Regions from separate parts of the Canis lupus genome. Here region 2 is linked to region 1. Evidence: chromatin contacts called from public Hi-C data. All regions are on one chromosome and are shown on one strand. Each heading gives the region's core, a stretch centred on a gene start, on an enhancer-like site or on the middle of the called end of the contact. The rest is flanking DNA. Distances are from core to core; before and after follow the strand shown.

Evidence for each region. A called contact is a pair of places that touch in the nucleus more often than the background predicts.
Region 2: a contact with region 1 is called in a Hi-C map of blood, with 4 times the contacts expected there. The contact joins the promoter of TRMT10A here to the promoter of H2AZ1 in region 1. A contact is called at or near these places in 3 of 9 Hi-C or Micro-C datasets (amygdala and blood).

Annotation. Positions count from the first base shown.
Region 1 is chr32:17,990,454-17,993,153 of UU_Cfam_GSD_1.0, forward strand. It overlaps H2AZ1 (H2A.Z variant histone 1), which reads left to right and starts at 1,345. Exons shown (of 5, transcript NM_001287092.1): 1 at 1,345-1,521; 2 at 1,967-2,044; 3 at 2,332-2,445. The coding sequence starts at 1,519.
Region 2 is chr32:18,311,423-18,314,135 of UU_Cfam_GSD_1.0, forward strand. It overlaps TRMT10A (tRNA methyltransferase 10 homolog A), which reads left to right and starts at 1,385. Exons shown (of 8, transcript XM_038582051.1): 1 at 1,385-1,977. It overlaps MTTP (microsomal triglyceride transfer protein large subunit), which reads right to left and starts at 2,113. Exons shown (of 18, transcript XM_038582043.1): 1 at 1,987-2,113.

The DNA of each region.
Region 1 (2,700 bases), core at 95-2,594:
GATCGAATCCCATGTCGGGCTCCCGGTGCATGGAGCCTGCTTCTCCCTCTGCCTATGTCTCTGCCTCTCTCTCTCTCTCTGTGACTATCATAAATAAAAATTAAAAAAAAAAAGTACTCAACACGTATTTCAGAATCACTTCATGTTGGAAATACTGGTAAAGCGTTAACAACTATAATCATGAACTACTTAGCTCGCTGCGAGCGCCTGGAGATGCTCACAGGTGTTACTCGCCTGTTAGTCGGGAAGACAAAGTGGCTGGCATGACGATAGTCCTCGGTGTGCGGGACTATTTTTTAAGCCCACCATTTGCAATTGATTACATGGACCATCTGTAACTGTCTGTGAATCCTGCTAGAAGTTACCCCGGTGACATTTATAGAACATTTGTCACGTAGCGAAAGGTTTTGTATAGAAGAGTTGACACGTAGTGGCTTTCAGGTGTCACTAAATCAACTCTAGACATCAGGCTCGAAGTACGCCCCGCTGATGTGTAGCCTCCAGAAAAACATGGTTTAGGATTCGATGAAAGAATACGGCCTCGGCCCCAGCCCTCCGGTGCGGAGGCCAAAAGGCCTTTTGTGACCCTCGAGGGGCCTCTGCTCCACCGTTCGCTCCGGGGGAACGATCTCGCGCGCGGGGGGCGCGGGGGCGCGGGGGGGGGGGCGCGCTCCAGAAGTGGCGACGACAGAAAATGTGGGAGGCACAGCTCGAGAGGACGTGGGAGCAGCGGGGCGCGATCGGAGGCTCGGAGGCTGGGGCTTTGCCGACGCGCAAGGAACGCCAGATCCCTGCTAAGCCTGCGGTTCACCGAGGAGTGGGGCCACCTCCCGCGACGCGGACGCGCCACCTGTCAGACCAGAGGAGAGGGGGGCGCGGAGGCGGCTGCCCCGGGCCCCGGACGGAAGAAATGAAAAAAAAAAAAAAAAAAAAAAGGCTGTGGGTCAGCGGGTCTCGGCCTTGGAGCGCTCCGGTCGCGGCGGTGCGGCAAGGAGCCAGGCCCGGAGAGCGCCACGCGCAGCCGGCGGGACCGGGCCCGGAGCCTGGGGGCGCCACCGCGCGCCCCTCCCCTGGGCCAGCCTCTCGGCTCCTCCCCCGGACACGTGACCGCGGCCGGCGGGTCTCCTCGCTCCCGCAGCGTAGCTCGCTCTGTTTCTTCCCTCCCGCCGCCGTGCCCTTCTTCTCCTCAGTTCCCATCCCTCCGCCCTCCCCCCACCTCCTTCCCCACGCCCCAATAGCGGCTCGAGCGGCGGAGCGCCCGCCCCCCCGCCCTGCTCTTCGCCTGCTCATTGGCCGAGGCCTCAAGGACGCGTCCCGAGGGCGGGCGGCGGCCATTGGTGGGATGAGCAGTCCGAGTTCCCGGATGAGGGAACATTCAGCGGTATAAAGGGCGCGGGGAAGGCGGGAGACAGCGCAGTTTGAATCGCGGTGCGACGGAGGAGTAGGCGGTGGGATCTCGCTGGCTGTCTGACTAGTCCTTTCTCTGCCTTGCTTGTTTGAGCTTCAGCAGAATTCGAAATGGTAAACTTGGCGGAGGCGCTCGAAGACTCCCGCGGGTTTTTGCCGATGGGAGAAAAACCCGTTACGCTCGGGAGATGGGGGCGAAGCGGCGACGGTTGGGAACGCGCGGAGACAGGATTGGGAAGAGCGGGGGGAGGTGTTTTGTCGGCGGCGAGCGGAGCAGCCTCCGCTCTCGCGGCGGGCGGCGGCGGTTGGGTGGCGCGCGCAGCGCCGCTGGGGGCCGGCGGGCGGACGGAGGCGCGCGGCCGCGGCGGGCGGGCGCGCCGCGGGGGCGGGCGGGCGGGCGGGCGGGGTCGCCCTTGCGGCGCGCGGCTGCCCGGAGACCCCGGCCGGGCTCGGGGCCGCGCTCGCGCCTGGGCCGCGCCGCGGTGGGGGAGGGGCGCGCCGCCCTGGTAATCCTATATTCCCCGTTCCTCCTTCGCTCGCGGGCGTGTGCGCGCCGCAGGCTGGCGGTAAGGCTGGGAAGGACTCCGGAAAGGCCAAGACAAAGGCGGTTTCCCGCTCACAGAGAGCCGGCTTGCAGGTCAGTGGTGGCTCGTGCAGTCCAGGGATCGTGGCGTTTTCCTTTCCGCCTCTTTTCTTGTTTATCATCGCTCTAGATGGGCGTTTCGTCTCTGCGTGGGTGATGCGGTGTCGCGACTTGGTTCGCCGATACGATAAATATCGAGGGGGGGGGGCCGATCACGTGTGTCGATGCCGGGGCGCGTTGCTGCACCAGCGTCCGTGCCCCCTTGCTTTGGCGCGCGCGTAAGATTGCCGTCTTTGACTCTAACATCTTTGTGCATTTATGTTTGTGTGCTTAAAATTAAGTTCCCGGTGGGCCGTATTCATCGACACCTGAAATCTAGGACGACCAGTCATGGACGTGTGGGCGCGACTGCCGCTGTGTACAGCGCAGCCATCCTGGAGTACCTCACCGCAGAGGTAAATGGGTGTACGCCTATAATCTGGAAAAGGTTTGGGGGGGCTGGGGGGAGGCGGCGAGAGGGAAGGAGGAAAGTGATGCAAGAAAAACTCCCAGGCCCTAATCACGGCTAGAAGCTTCTGAGAACGCTAGAGGGGGCTGGTGTTCATTGAGGGATCCTACTAGGCTTGGTGGAGTTTGCTGCTCTTGGAAATAAAATTGCGTGCCCCCGTTTGCTTGTGTTGCCATTCAGATAGTAGGGGAAGGCGACGTTT
Region 2 (2,713 bases), core at 135-2,634, 320 kb after region 1:
TCCTACCCACAGCTTTTCAATCATGTGTCAAATTATGACATGTCTTTGCTTTTACAGCTCTCAATATTTTGAATACCTTTCTCTTCTTGATATCTCGAAAACCACTTGCTTTCCGAGATGAAGCAAAATTAATTTCTAAAACTAAATCTCCTGTCTCCAAGAGCAGTTAGTGTCTCCTTTCCATGTATAGGCATCTCAAGCACACTGTACATTGTAAGGGTATTTATTTACAGCTGGCTCTCTCACCAGTTGATGGATTCTTACAAGGACAGAGATTATGATTTAGTTATCTTTGCATCAACAGTACTAAGACAAAAACATGAACTCAATGAATGTGTCTCATGAACAAATACATGAAGTTATACAATTCAATGAAAATAAGATTATTTCCTATCATGAATTTACTTTCAAGTACAGTCTATATTATACTTCAATTTCTGATTAAATCTCCCCCCTCTTCTTGCTGGCACTTTTCTTGGTGCTTGCTTTGTACTGATAGTAGAACCACTTAAATATTTGTACCTGTAAAAGTTAGACTGTAAAGTTAAAGTGGCTGTATCAAAAGAAAACTTATTGGCTCCACGATGACAATATGAATTTTTAAGGTAACTTCAAAAATTCTGCTTTAAATATATAAGGATGCCAAATATTAACACTGAAAAATATGTAATTACTCATAATCAGAATCCTGAGAGGCACTGAACAGCTGCTGAAAAATATGGCATGTCACTATGCCAGCTTGAGTTTAATGACCTACATGTGAAGGGCTACATATCCAATTACTAATCCTCCCTCAGCTACTCTTTAGCCTGATATAGAGGCAGCTGAAAAAAAGATGCCCTACTAACATCAGAAATGGATCCAGACTTTGTTGTCAATGTTCAGCCAGGAGATCTTTTAGATTTAAGACGAGGAAGAAATAGGGAGTGACCCACAACAATGTTATAGCTGACACAGCTTTTCAAGTAAAATTTGAGGGTTTAAAGCAAAAATGATTTCAGTTTTCTGACTAGAGAACTCAAATCCTGCATTTAATTTTGTTTATTAAAACCTTTAAACAGGCTCAAATATGTTTTCAAATATCAAGAGTAATTTACTTCACAATTCTTCCCGTACCAATGTGGCAGTCTTCTAATTCATCCACTCAAATCTCATTCTTATCTTCAAATTCCGTAGTAATTACCTATTAGAAGTAGGCCAAAACAAAAGCTAAATAGAAAACGACAGTCTACTAGATTATGTTTCAGTTGTCCCTCAGTTGACTTGCTCTATATATAGCAAAAAAGATCATATAAGGTCATGTATTAGGAACAATGAAATGTCACATGATGTTTTGCAAAACAGCATAGGAAAAACAGTTCAAGGAATGAATGGCGAATAAGATTTAGGACTATAGTTTTAATAAAAACGTTTAAGCAGTCTAGATTTAAGTGCATCTTACTGCGAGTTTGACTCCTTCTTAAAATTCGATTTTTCATTTGAGTCGCGTGCAACCGTGTGATACCGACAACTTTCTTCTGCACACATTATAGTTTAGGCACAGCTATGCTTTCCTTTCATCTCATCATCATAGAGAATTAAAGAGCCCTCCACCGTGGACTCGAATTAAACATTTTTAAGAGTAAGTGTGTCTTAACACCGCCCTCGTCCCCAAAGGAAGATATAAATGAACACGTGCCTGCAAATACACACTTGCTTGGAGGTGGAAAAACAGACATCACCGTAACTACCCCTCACCCCCACTCCAAAAACTCCAACTCCGCCCAACATGAACTCCCTCCCCTTTCTTCCACTGCGGGTCCAAACGTGGCGCAGTTCGATGACGTAAAGGCGTAAGCGTCGCCGTCTCCTACGCGTAGCTACCGTCCCTGCCTCTGGGAGTTGAAGTTCCCTAGGGAAGATTCGTGAGCCGTAGCAAGACCACTAGGAGAAGGCTCTGTGTTGGTGCTCTCGGTTCCCTGACAACTCCTCAGCTCGGTAAGTCACCTGGCACTGCCGCTGGCGTTTGCCTACTCTCTGGTCTTCTCTGGGCGCAAAAGAGGCTCTTGCAAGTGCCAGCCTCCACTAGCCACACGGCTTCCGGGGGACAGGGGAGTGGGGCTGTGGAAGCGGCGCGACCCAGTTCGCAGAGGAAGTGATGTCAGATAGAGCGCGTCCCCGGCGCCAAGCAGCTCCCTGATTGGCTGGCTGCGGTTTAATCCCTCCTCCAGTGCGTCCGTAGGCGGGTGCCTGGAGGCGAGAGGGAGGCGAGGCCCTACCCACGCGCTGTGGGGGCGCCTCCGGTCGGCGTTTGTTTGGGGGTCGGGATCCGGTCCCTAGTGTATGAAGAGTGTGAGTTTCCAAATAATGAAGGGAGAGGGAAATCTAGACTCTGAGAGGCTGGAGGACGAGCTGTGGTTCTGCCACTTGGTGGCGAGAGACCGTGAGCAGCCGCTTTAGGTTTTGCCATCGGCCTCCTCTCCTTTCTCCGACGAGGGAGGGGCTGGCTGGGCGCCGTGTGCCCTAGAGGCCCGCCGAAAGGTGCTGCAGGTGCTGTAGGCCCCATGGTGGTGAGCCCAGGATAGTTTTTAAGGAGGACCGAGGCGTTGATTTCAGTGAAATGTTTAAAGTGTTAAAATTCGGCAGTTTTTCTGGAGCTATACAGAGGATAGCAGCAGACGACTTTCTCCCTTTTCGTTTTGGTTGTTTTTCATTCTTCCCCATCTCCCCGGGT